Regions from separate parts of the Mus musculus genome. Here regions 1 and 3 are each linked to region 2. A link is a contact called in public HiChIP or PLAC-seq and promoter capture Hi-C data. All regions are on one chromosome and are shown on one strand. The core of a region is the stretch at or near the end of the contact, and the rest is flanking DNA. Distances in the headings are between cores, read along the strand shown.

The links. Promoter capture Hi-C pulls out the DNA fragments that hold promoters and counts their contacts. HiChIP or PLAC-seq counts read pairs in DNA pulled down with a chosen protein or histone mark.
Region 1: an HNF4G HiChIP or PLAC-seq map of pancreatic cancer cells shows a contact between it and region 2. The contact joins two enhancer-like sites. A contact is called at or near these places in 1 of 115 datasets of contacts at active chromatin or transcription factors (pancreatic cancer cells) and 1 of 9 other capture datasets (embryonic stem cells).
Region 3: a contact with region 2 is called in a promoter capture Hi-C map of liver, with 2.8 times the contacts expected there. The contact joins two enhancer-like sites. A contact is called at or near these places in 2 of 39 promoter capture datasets (the C10 cell line and liver), 10 of 115 datasets of contacts at active chromatin or transcription factors (astrocytes, craniofacial prominence, embryonic basal ganglia and 7 more) and 1 of 9 other capture datasets (embryonic stem cells).

The regions. Positions count from the first base shown.
Region 1 is chr11:116,218,419-116,221,938 of GRCm38.p6, reverse strand. Evpl (envoplakin) reads left to right here. Exons shown (of 22, transcript NM_025276.3): 22 at 1-1,380. The coding sequence ends at 1,184. It also overlaps the pseudogene Cdk3. Among named protein-coding and RNA genes, the nearest start is that of Gm33250, 5.1 kb to the left of the region's middle. Within about 2 kb of position 1,843, at least 134 of the 459 cell types and tissues checked have an H3K27ac peak or open chromatin away from gene starts, as enhancers often do. A contact at or near this core is called in pancreatic cancer cells, where this site is marked.
Region 2 is chr11:117,203,739-117,207,239 of GRCm38.p6, reverse strand. It overlaps a transcript of Septin9 not described here. Among named protein-coding and RNA genes, the nearest start is that of Gm39478, 61 kb to the left of the region's middle. Within about 2 kb of position 2,084, at least 58 of the 459 cell types and tissues checked have an H3K27ac peak or open chromatin away from gene starts, as enhancers often do. A contact at or near this core is called in liver and pancreatic cancer cells, where this site is marked.
Region 3 is chr11:117,844,553-117,848,106 of GRCm38.p6, reverse strand. No RefSeq gene overlaps it. Among named protein-coding and RNA genes, the nearest start is that of Birc5, 2.9 kb to the left of the region's middle. Within about 2 kb of position 2,231, at least 17 of the 459 cell types and tissues checked have an H3K27ac peak or open chromatin away from gene starts, as enhancers often do. A contact at or near this core is called in liver, where this site is marked.

The sequences.
Region 1 (3,520 bases), core at 594-3,093, 990 kb after region 2:
TCGAGGCTGCCATTCTCCAGGAAAAGGACAAGATCTACGAGAAAGAGAGGACCCTCAGGGACCTGCACACCAAGGTGAGCCGGGAGGAGCTCAACCAGGAGACCCAGACCCGGGAGACCAACCTCTCCACCAAGATCTGCATCTTGGAACCGGAGACCGGCAATGACATGTCTCCTTACGAGGCCTACAAGAGGGGTGTCATCGACAGAGGCCAGTATCTCCAGCTGCAGGAGCTGGAGTGTGACTGGGAAGAAGTCACAACCTCCAGCCCCTGCGGGGAGGAGTCTGTGCTCCTGGACCGCAAGAGCGGGAAGCAATACTCCATCGAGGCCGCCCTCCGCTGCCGCCGCATTTCCAAAGAAGAGTACCACAGGTACAAAGATGGCCGCCTCCCCATCTCCGAGTTTGCCCTGCTTGTGGCAGGGGAGACCAAGCCGAGTTCTTCACTCTCCATTGGGTCCATCATCTCCAAGTCTCCAGTCTGCTCCCCAGGCCCCCAGAGTACCGGCTTCTTCTCCCCAGGCCTCTCTTTTGGGCTCACTGAGGATAGCTTCCCCATCGCGGGGATCTACGATACAACCACAGACAACAAGTGTAGCATCAAGGCAGCTGTGGCCAAGAACATGCTGGATCCTATCACTGGGCAGAAGCTGTTGGAGGCCCAGGCAGCCACGGGAGGCATTGTTGACCTTCTTAGCCGAGAACGGTACTCCGTACACAAGGCGGTGGAGCGGGGACTCATTGAGAACACCTCCACTCAACGGCTGCTCAATGCTCAGAAGGCCTTCACCGGCATCGAGGACCCTGTCACCAGGAAGAGGCTGTCGGTGGGTGAGGCCATCCAGAAGGGCTGGATGCCCCAGGAAAGCGTGCTTCCCCACCTGCTGGTACAGCACCTGACTGGGGGCCTCATCGACCCCAAGAGGACGGGACGCATCCCCGTCCCTCAGGCTGTGCTCTGCGGGATGATCAGCGAAGACCTGGGCCAGCTCCTGCAAGATGAATCCGGCTACGAGAAGGATCTGACAGACCCCATCACCAAGGAGAGGCTGAGCTACAAGGAGGCCATGGGGCGCTGCCGCAAAGATCCTCTAAGTGGCCTACTACTGCTCCCCGCCATGCTAGAAGGCTATCGCTGCTACCGCGCGGCCTCCCCCACCCTGCCAAGATCCTGTGTGCGTTGATGAGGGGCTCTGCAGAGGGGGAGGGAGAATGCACACGTCACCTTGCCCTGGAGCTGCGTAATCCGAGGCAGCGGGTCCTCCTCCTGAGTGTCCACCTCACTGCGCAATCGTTTGTGGTGTTGGGCTCTGTCCCCAAATATGGGAAGTTCCGTTGTTCCTCCCCACCCCGTGCTTCTAATAAATGGATTATCTCTGTGCCGAGTCTCCTCTCATTTGGGGTTGCGGGGTCAGTGTGTCTGGGGTGTGAGCCCAGAAGCAGTACTGCTTGGGGATTCCCCCACCCCAAAGTATGTGTTGTGTGGGGTAGATGTGCCCAGCTCACCTGCCTGAGAAACAGAAGGTCATGAAAGGAGACCCTGGAAGCCCCATAGCCCCTCAGTTCCTGCCAGAACTGCCTCTAGCTCTCTGTGGAGAGCTTCCCTTTGTTGTCAGACCATGTCCCCCATACGAAGATTGACACCAAAAGCTCAGGAAGAAGTTACATTTATTTTCCATGTGTCACACAGAAGGACATCAACTGCCTATTTTTGATGACGCGACTACTTAGAACACCCTCAGGTGTTGTAACCACTCTTAGGATCAGAGAACTGCCCTGCCCCTCCTCCTGTTTAACTAGGTCCTCTGAACTGGAATTCAACTCTCCCAACAGCCTAAACCAAAAGACCAGCAGAGGGCACCCTCTCTCAGGGGCCATGCTCTGCAGCTGTGCAGTGAAGGCGAAGGGCTAGGGTCTCTTATCTAACCTGACACCTACTGTCTGGTCATTCAGAGGAGTTCTGTGCCCTGCCCCCAATTGGGCAGGGAGCACCTGCATGCCTTTCGAAAGTGCTCCATTAAATCCAACAAACAATACAGGAACTTGCCAACCTGTAGACGACATGAACCCAAGCCCCTCAGGGTCTGTTCTTCCCCAGAAAGGCAGAAAGGGAGGGAGGCAGCTGGCGAGGGTGTGAGGTGGTGGGCCCCACATACGTGTTCTCAGCGGGAGGAACGCCCTGCTGTACATTGTTGGGGTGCTAGGGAGTGTCCAGGAGAGAAGTAGGGATGGGCCAGGGCAGTCTTGGCTGAGATCCGCTGGCTGGGGTCATACTGCAGGAGTCGCTGGGGGAGGAAGGACAAGAGACTGTTGGGTGAAATCAGGGTAGAGAGGGAGTCCCTTCAACAGGTCCCAGGGGGAGGGAGAGCCATGCCTGAAAAGCAGGTCCCCCCCTCCCCCCAAACTGGAATTAGAGTTGACTATGAGACTCCTGGTATGGGTGCTGGGAACTGAACTCTGCAAGAGCAGCCATCTCTCCAGCCCCCAAATAGGGCCTCTTTGTTTGCCAGCACTGCATAGGCCAGGCTAGCTGACCTGTGAGCTCCAGGGATCCCCCTGTCTCAGGCCCCCATCCTGCCCTTGGAGCAGTGGAGTTACAGACTCCTGCTTCTGTGTTCAGCTTTAGGTACCATGACTGGGCCTCAAGAGCCTTACCCACTGAGCCACCCTACCCCCAGGCTTTGTGTGGTTCTGCAGATCTGAAGCCAAGCTCTCATGTTTATATGGCAAGCACGTTGCCAACTGAACCATCTTAGCCTGAGTTCCCCAGCGTTTAAGCCAGGTCTGGACGCTCCCAGAACTGAGGTTAAACAGTTAGTTTTTGAGTCCAGGCCTATGATTCATGGTTCCACCTGCTCCTGCTTGAGAACAGATGTCCAAAGAGTGCGCACTTGTGCTGGGGCAGGATAGACAGAACAAGTGGAGGAGGAGCTAACAGCCTAAGAGCAGGCCTATGCAGCTCACTCTCTGTAGTCACACACATAACCCAGGCAGGGTGCCAGGAAACAGCATTTGAAGGAAAAGTGGCTTTAGCAGGAAGTGCCTGCCATCCTGCTGGCGCTAGGTTGCTAGGCAGCACACATAGCCTTCTGGTGAGGTCACTTTGGCCTCGATGGCGGCCCTGCCCTTTCTTCCCTGGCCCAGCATGGGCAAACCCAGAAATGGGGACATCATGCTTGTGAGCAAACAGGGCTGGCTCTGAGGCCCAGGAGGCAGCTGAAGCATCATCAGTAGGGAGCCAGTGGTCCACAGGTAGGGAAGAGCTGCCCTGCACAGCCAGTCCTATGTGGAGACTGACCTGTGAGAGAGGTGCTATGGGGGACACTGAGGCAGGAGGAGGTGTGGCCTCTGCTCAGAGAACTGCTCCACCCAGATGGGGCAGGAAACCCACAAGAGAGTCAGACACAAAACAACAGCCAAGGCACAAAGCCAAAGCTAACTACTTTTGAGGAGTTTCAAAAGGGAGAGTGGACATTGGATTTATCAGGAGAGCGGCTCCTGACCGGATATATAGAGACAA
Region 2 (3,501 bases), core at 835-3,334:
TTTGCTTTATTCCCGATACTTAATAGCTGTTTCAAACTACAGTTAAAATTGAGGGCAATACCTCCACTCAACATACAGAGGCAGGGGGTCACCACTTTTTAAGTGTTTAAGCACACTAGCTTAGAACCCCAAGTCGCCTGAGAGTATGGGTCTGCAATCGCAAATCTTCATTGTTAAGGTGACTGGACTTGGTCTCACAGAGGAGGCGTACCTCTTCCTGCCTGTGTCTAGGACATTGTTTTTTTAGAGAGCTTTAATGGCGGAGGGAAGACCCTCCCTGAGTGCAGGCAGCATGATCCCACAGGCTGGAGCTCTCTGCTGCATAAAAGAAACAGGAGCTGAGCCCCAACATTTACCTCCCCCTCTGTTTCCTGACTGTGAGTGAAGAGTGACCAGCTGCCTCCAGCTCCAGCTTCCATCATGACCCTCCCCCCACACACACGCACACACGGACTGGCCCATCACACTGTGAACCAACATGACATGTCCCACACTTTTGTTAAGAACTTTGTCACAGCAACAGGAAGGGAACCAACATGTAATTCACTTCACCTTGGGGCCACTGGGTTACCACACAGGGATTCCTCATAGAGAGGAGGAGGCAGAGGACCGCCATGCCGAGAGTTCCTGGAAGGAGCGACCAGGGTGATGAGAGAAAGACTGAGGCCAGAGGAACAAAATGTTAACGCTCAGGAAAAGCCAGAGAACTATGCCTGATTGCCAGAGGAAGGAAGCTTCCAGAAGAAATCACTGCAAAGTAACCAGCCAGCAGACACCTGGTTGCCAAGTGACCCAGGTAGCCTGTCACCTGCAGCCATTGATCCATGCCCATGGGCTCGGGAGGTGACAGGGATGGAGAGATCACACTGCGCCAGCCTCGTGTGCCAGTCACTGCAAGGAATGAAGATGGTGGACAGCTGGTCTCAACAGCAAACCAGCGCAGGGACACTCAGCAGGTTGATGGACAGTTTCTCTCCATCATACCTCTTGATGAAATGCTATCCTGAGCATACTTTCCTGGTTGTGGGTGACAGCCATAATAATAGCCAAAGAGTCACCATTACAGTCTAGACGGATCAGTGGGCCAGATCCTCTAGGAAAGCGGGTGAGGGGCCACCAAACACAGGACGTCCACTCTGAAGAGCCGCCAGAGCTCTGGCTTTGACCCGTACCTGGTATGTGACTTCCCGGTGAAAGGGCCTGAGTGACAGGGACATGCAACCCTGAAAGCAGGTGCCGCTCAGATAATTAAACGATACATTTCACACTTGTGGGGACAAGCAGAGCAAGGGACATAAAAGTGAATCTAACAACAGGTAGGGTTTTATGTTCCGGTTCCATTTCCTGATTGCATCGCTGAAGGAAAAGTCCACAACACAAAACATCGACCACAGGCAACAACAGCAAAACAAACAAACGAAAGTGATGGATACAGGGTCTGTCTCAGAAAGCATTTCCAGAGGGGAGAAAAAAATCAAATAAAATAAAGGCAACCGAGGTCCACAGTTAAGGCCGGCCCGCAGCCACCAGGAAGCTCTGCCACCCAGTGACTCATCCGACATAGCTGAGGTTTTACCACACCTTGTAAGCAGGGAGGCAGCGCGATGCCAGTGCTGGTGAGAAGCCACCATTCCTCCCGGCTCCCTGGTACATCTGACTGCCCTTTTGTCTGGCACCCTGCAGTATCCATATGACCCAGAAGCCCTCAGCTCTAACCTTACCTAGCCACTCGCCTGCTCTGCTCTACTGAGCCAAAGATATAGAATTAATTATCAGTGAGTTTTACAAATAACTCCTCCAGACCCCTCTGTGCCCAGCGGTCAAGTCCCTAGCATGCTGGAAGATGACAAGCACTGGATGTAACCCACTTCCAAGTTGCTTGGGTTACAGTAGCCTTATCCTCCGGCTGGGATCTGATCCTCTATAAAGAGGGTTGTGAAAGGAGGGCCCCAGGATGCAAGTCCCATTGATCTCAGCTCAAGGCCCCGGGCAGCCAGCCAGCTAGCTCACTGGTGCCCAGCCCTTCCTGGTAACCATGCTCACCTGGAACTCAGCTCAAACCTGAGCACGGTTGCCACTACTCCTGAGTCAGCTGCTGCCCCAACACGCCTGGCCTGGCGAGGACCTGGGTATAACACTCCAGGACTCCTGATGCTGCTGTGGCCCACCCTTTGCTCCAGATGTAGTCTGGGGGAGTCAGAGTGTGAGCATGCCCTGGGAGGAGTGAGGAAAAGACCACTGTGGCAGAGACTGCAGCCACCAACTGCCACGCAGGAGGCAGGCAAGCCTATAGGTCCTCTCCTCGGGATCCTCAAGCCAGGGTCAGATGGGTTGCCTCAGCTCCACAGAGACCTTCTCTGCCCCTGATTTCAGCATTCCAATCAATGCTGAAGGTCAGGGTTTGACTGGTGACTTGGGTCCCAGCCAGGGAAGGTCCGGGTCCAAGGGCCATCCTGCGACCTGAAGCTAGGATTGGCTTTCCGTGCTCCCGTTTCCTGTCCTGAGGTCTTGGGCAGCCAACAGTAAGGCTTCATCGAACCAGGTCAGATCAGTCCCCAAACAAAGCTTGGTTGTTGGAGATCTGCTAGAGGCCACTGACAAGCAAGGCTCCTGGGGCCGCCACCCCTCTCTGGTCAGAGTAGCTTGGTGTCATCTTCACTTCGGCTGCAAGCGGACCCGGGCCCAGGGCAGGGTTGGAGAGATAAGGCCAAGAAACTGGGCTGGGAGCAGCCTGCCCCTCAGCCCTCCGGGCCCTGCAGTGCTGTTGCGGAGAGCCACGGGGAGCAGCCAGAATGGAGCCTGAGGCTCAGCAGCACTCAGCAGACACTTCTGGAATAAATGGCTCAGAGCACACGGAAAATTAAAACGGATCAGGAACTCTGGGGAGTCGGGGCCCCTTGCAGCTCAGCATGGCTGTTCTGGCAAACCTGGCCAAAGTTTCTGGAGCCAGAGCAAAGCTATCCCAGAGACCTGCCCACCTGTCACAACTGGCTTTGCTGCTGCCACCAACAACCCTGCAAGCCTGGCTGCCTGACACTATAAGTGCCTTCAACCAGGGCTTAGACTTCTCTTAATTGGGACTTTTGGATCACATGGCCTGTGGCAGAGTCAGGACTCTGAGGTCTCTCTAGGAACCCCTCAGCACAGCAGGGCTGTACTTGCTGTCTTTGCAAGCCCCAAGCAGCTTCACCAGCCTCTGGTCCTGATGACCCCCCCCCCCCATAAATCCCTAAAGCAGTGAAGAGCTGGGATGTTTTCAAGGTAACAGCCCCAACAAACAAGCCTTAGATGGGGCAAGAGTCACCCCTTTCTCTACCCAAGCACCCTTTGAGCCCAGGGTCTCTCTCTTCGGAGCCCTTGACATCCTGAGACTAAGAGATCCACTCAGCATGTACCCTGGGGCCTGGCTCTGTGCTGGTCTGGGCTAGATCTCTCTTATCAAAAACATCTTTAGCAAATTGCAGAGCCCACGCAACACTGCCCACGGACAAACATGCGGAA
Region 3 (3,554 bases), core at 982-3,481, 640 kb before region 2:
TTATGTTTTATGAATGTGTTTTTGTTTTAATCCCAGGTGTGGAGTAAGAGGTGGCTTCCCAGCAAATAATTAGGGTTTGCCTTGCGCAAGGGTGTGATTTTTGCCAACTTCAGGAGAGCGTTTATTGTTTGGAATTCTGGGAAGTCTTTAGAGGGTATAAATGCCTTGAGCCCTGAGAGAGACAGGGGTGCTCTGAAGAGGCTGCTCCTCCCCCTGCTGTTCCCCGTGCTCCCACTGCTTGCTGCTGCTCCTGCTCCCCGACCCTGCTGCTGCTCCACCTGCTGCTCCTGGTTACTGTTGTTGCAGTTTGTCAAATATTCATAAGCAGAGACAAGAAGTTGGATATTCTAATGATGAAGAAGACTGGACAGGCCCCAAGGAGCCCAGTATCCCAAATCAACAGGAAGTAGCCTAAAGAGGTCTACGCCCCTTCCCCTCTAACCTCCTTTCTTTCCTAGCATTGGGAGGTTGGAAGGGAAGCAGAAGTGTGGTAGCGCAAAAACCAAGCAACACTCCCTAGTGCTACAATAATAGGTCGTCGTTACCGTGCCCAACTGGAGTCAAAAACAAAAGGAAAAAACCCTAGTCAGGGTCTAGTGTGGCCCAGGCTAGCCTTGAATTCATAAAACAACTTCTGATCCTCCTGCCTTCATCTCCCAAATGCTGGGATTATAGGCACACACCACCATGCCTGATTTAAACACAGGGCCTCATGCATGCTAGGTCAGCACTCTGCCAAAGAGCTATCGTTCCAGCCCAGCTCAAAAGTGTGTACTTGTATGTGGGATTTGTTTCGGGGTGGGGGGGTGGGTGTATGTACATATATGTAAGTGCACACACTTCTAAACATGCATGTGGAGTCCAGAGTACATTGGGTGTTAGACTCTAACACTCTCTACCCTATTCCCTTGAGACACAGTTTCTCACTGGCTACCAGAAACTCCACTGGTCCTCCTGCCTCTGCCCCTCACAGTGCTGGGTTTACAGATACACAGTGGCCATGCCTGGCCTTTAAGACTGGTGCTAGGGATTCAAACTCCGGTAAGAACACAGTAAGTGCTCATACTCACTGAGCCATCTCCCCAGCCCTAAGTCAAAAAACATTTTTTAAAGATTTATTTATTTATGTATACAGCGTTCTGCCTGAATGTATGTCTATAGGCCAGAAGAGGGCAGCAGATCTGATTACAGATGGTTATGAACTCAGGACCTCTGGAAGAGCAGCCAGTGCTCTTAACCTCTGAGCCATGTCTCTTGCAGTTACTAATTAATCCTACTGAAATCGACCTGGCACCAGTGGTAGTTCCTTGCTACCCGCCCCAATGTTCTGGGCTCAATGGTTGGGCCACTCCCAACCACGTGGCTAACACACCCCCCTCTGATATTCCTCAGTTATTACTCTATTCCATCTTTGTTGCCCTAGACCTGGGTGGGGGCTGGGGGTGAGGCCTGTCTTCCCCGGTTGTCACATGGAGGCTGTCTCTCTATCCTGCATTTCCTTTTATTTTAAAGATTTACTTATTTATTATGTAAGTACACTGTAGCTGTCTTCTGACATCCCAGAAGAGGGCATCAGATCTCATTACAGATGGTTATGAGCCGCCATGTGGTCTCTGGGATTTGAACTCAGGACCTTTGGAAGAGCAATCTGTGCTCTTAACTGCTGAGCCATCTCTCCAGCCCTAACCTGCATTTCTAAGGCCTGGTCTTTACTTCTTTCCTGGCATGGCAGTTCTCTCCTCCTGTTCCTTCCTCTGACTCTTCCCTGGGAATCCTTAAGCCCCACCTCTGTTTCCCTGCCCAGTCATTGGCCACTGGCAACTTTATCAATCAAAACCAACTGCGGCAAGAACACTCGGCATCTTATGTGCAGATTATCATGCAATTTTGGGAACCCAATTAACACATACAAATGTTAGACCAAATCCACATCTCTCCAGCCAGAGTCAAACATTTTTTTTTAGCATCACAATTTAGTATGTAAATTTCTTGATGTTTTATTTATTTTAGCAAAACATTTGCTATGTACAGTGTTACTGTTATCTAATAAGTTGTGTTCATCTCTACCAGTGAGTCCACCGTCTCTGAGTTGGGTAAGAGGCTGGCAGACTGGATTTATTTCTCAGCTTATCATGAGAAAATTGTGAGGAATTCTGTTTAGCAGAGCTGAGATTAATAAAGGGACAGCAGGGGTCAGATGTACAGGCAAGGTTGGCTTGGCACGGTCAATCAGGCCACTGTTTGATGTCCTTAGAGTCCAGGTTTGTATCACAGTAATGTCACAACAGTTTGAGGTCAAAGCATTTGGATCCTCACCCATCTGAGTATAAAACAACCAAGCAGCTTATAATTTCAACTCTTCCACAGTTAAGTGACTACTTGATTTCTTCTTAAAAATTTATTTACTTATTTTATGTATATGAGTATACTATTGCTCTCTTCAGACACCAGAAGAGGGTATCGGATCCCATTACAGATGGTTGTGAGCCACTGTGTGGTTGCTGGGAATTGAACTCAGGACCTCTGGAAGAACAGTCGATGCTCTTAACCGCTGAGCCATCTCTCCAGCCCCCCTCTCTCTCTTTAATTATTTATCATATGTGCATTGGTATCTGCCTGCATGTGAAGTATGTCTGTGTTATGGATGTCGGATTCCCTGAAACTAGTTACAGACAATTGTGAGGAGAGCAGCCAAGCCTGTGTTCTTAACTGCTAAGCCATCCCTCTGGGCCCCACCCCCCCAACCCCCGCCATCCGATTTCTGATTTCTTCTCTCTTGCTACCCAGGCCTGCCTGTTCTTTGCATCCCCTCCCCACCCCAATTATTCAGTAACTAGCTCTGAGCAACCCAGCCATTGCCAGCTAAGGTAGGTTATGTAACAGGACCTGTCTCCACAGCTCTGTCTGTTGACTAGCCTGTTCCTGTCTAGCCAGGTTATTTGATGTGGAAACTCAGAGCTCCTGGGGAAAATCTGGAAGGTTCCTGAGTCCAGGTGAAATCAGATCCTGGAGTTAACCTGTGGGCAGCTCCTGGATGCTAGGCAACCAGAGAGGTGTAAAGCAGGCCCTGATTTCTCAGCCAGAGCCAGAGAGCAACTTGATAGGGGTCCTTATCTCTAAAAACCCAAACCAAGCAAGCAACAAAACCCCAACATCTCCACATGCATACAAAGGGCCGGGGCAGGAGGTCTGTGTCTATGGGAGAACCATCTCCTGTAATCTGGGCCAGGGCCAGGGCCACTGGGGAACCAGGAAAAGAGCATCATCGAGTAGGGGCCTCGTCACTGGGCCAACTCTCCAGCATTTTCAAAGCAAGGAGACCAAGTAATGGTAAACCCTTCAGTCTATCTATAAACAGTCACATAGAAATCTAAAGAAAAAGATAAGTAAAGTAATCGTTGCCTTGCCTGCTGCAGCAGGATGCTGGGAGTTGTAGAACAATGTGTCTCCTGTCCTGTGAAGTACAGGAAGAAGCTAAGAGGCTTTTAGTCCTCCTCAGCCCCATGCCAGGCTACTGGCTTCTTTCAATCAATAACTTCTATGGGGGGGGGGGT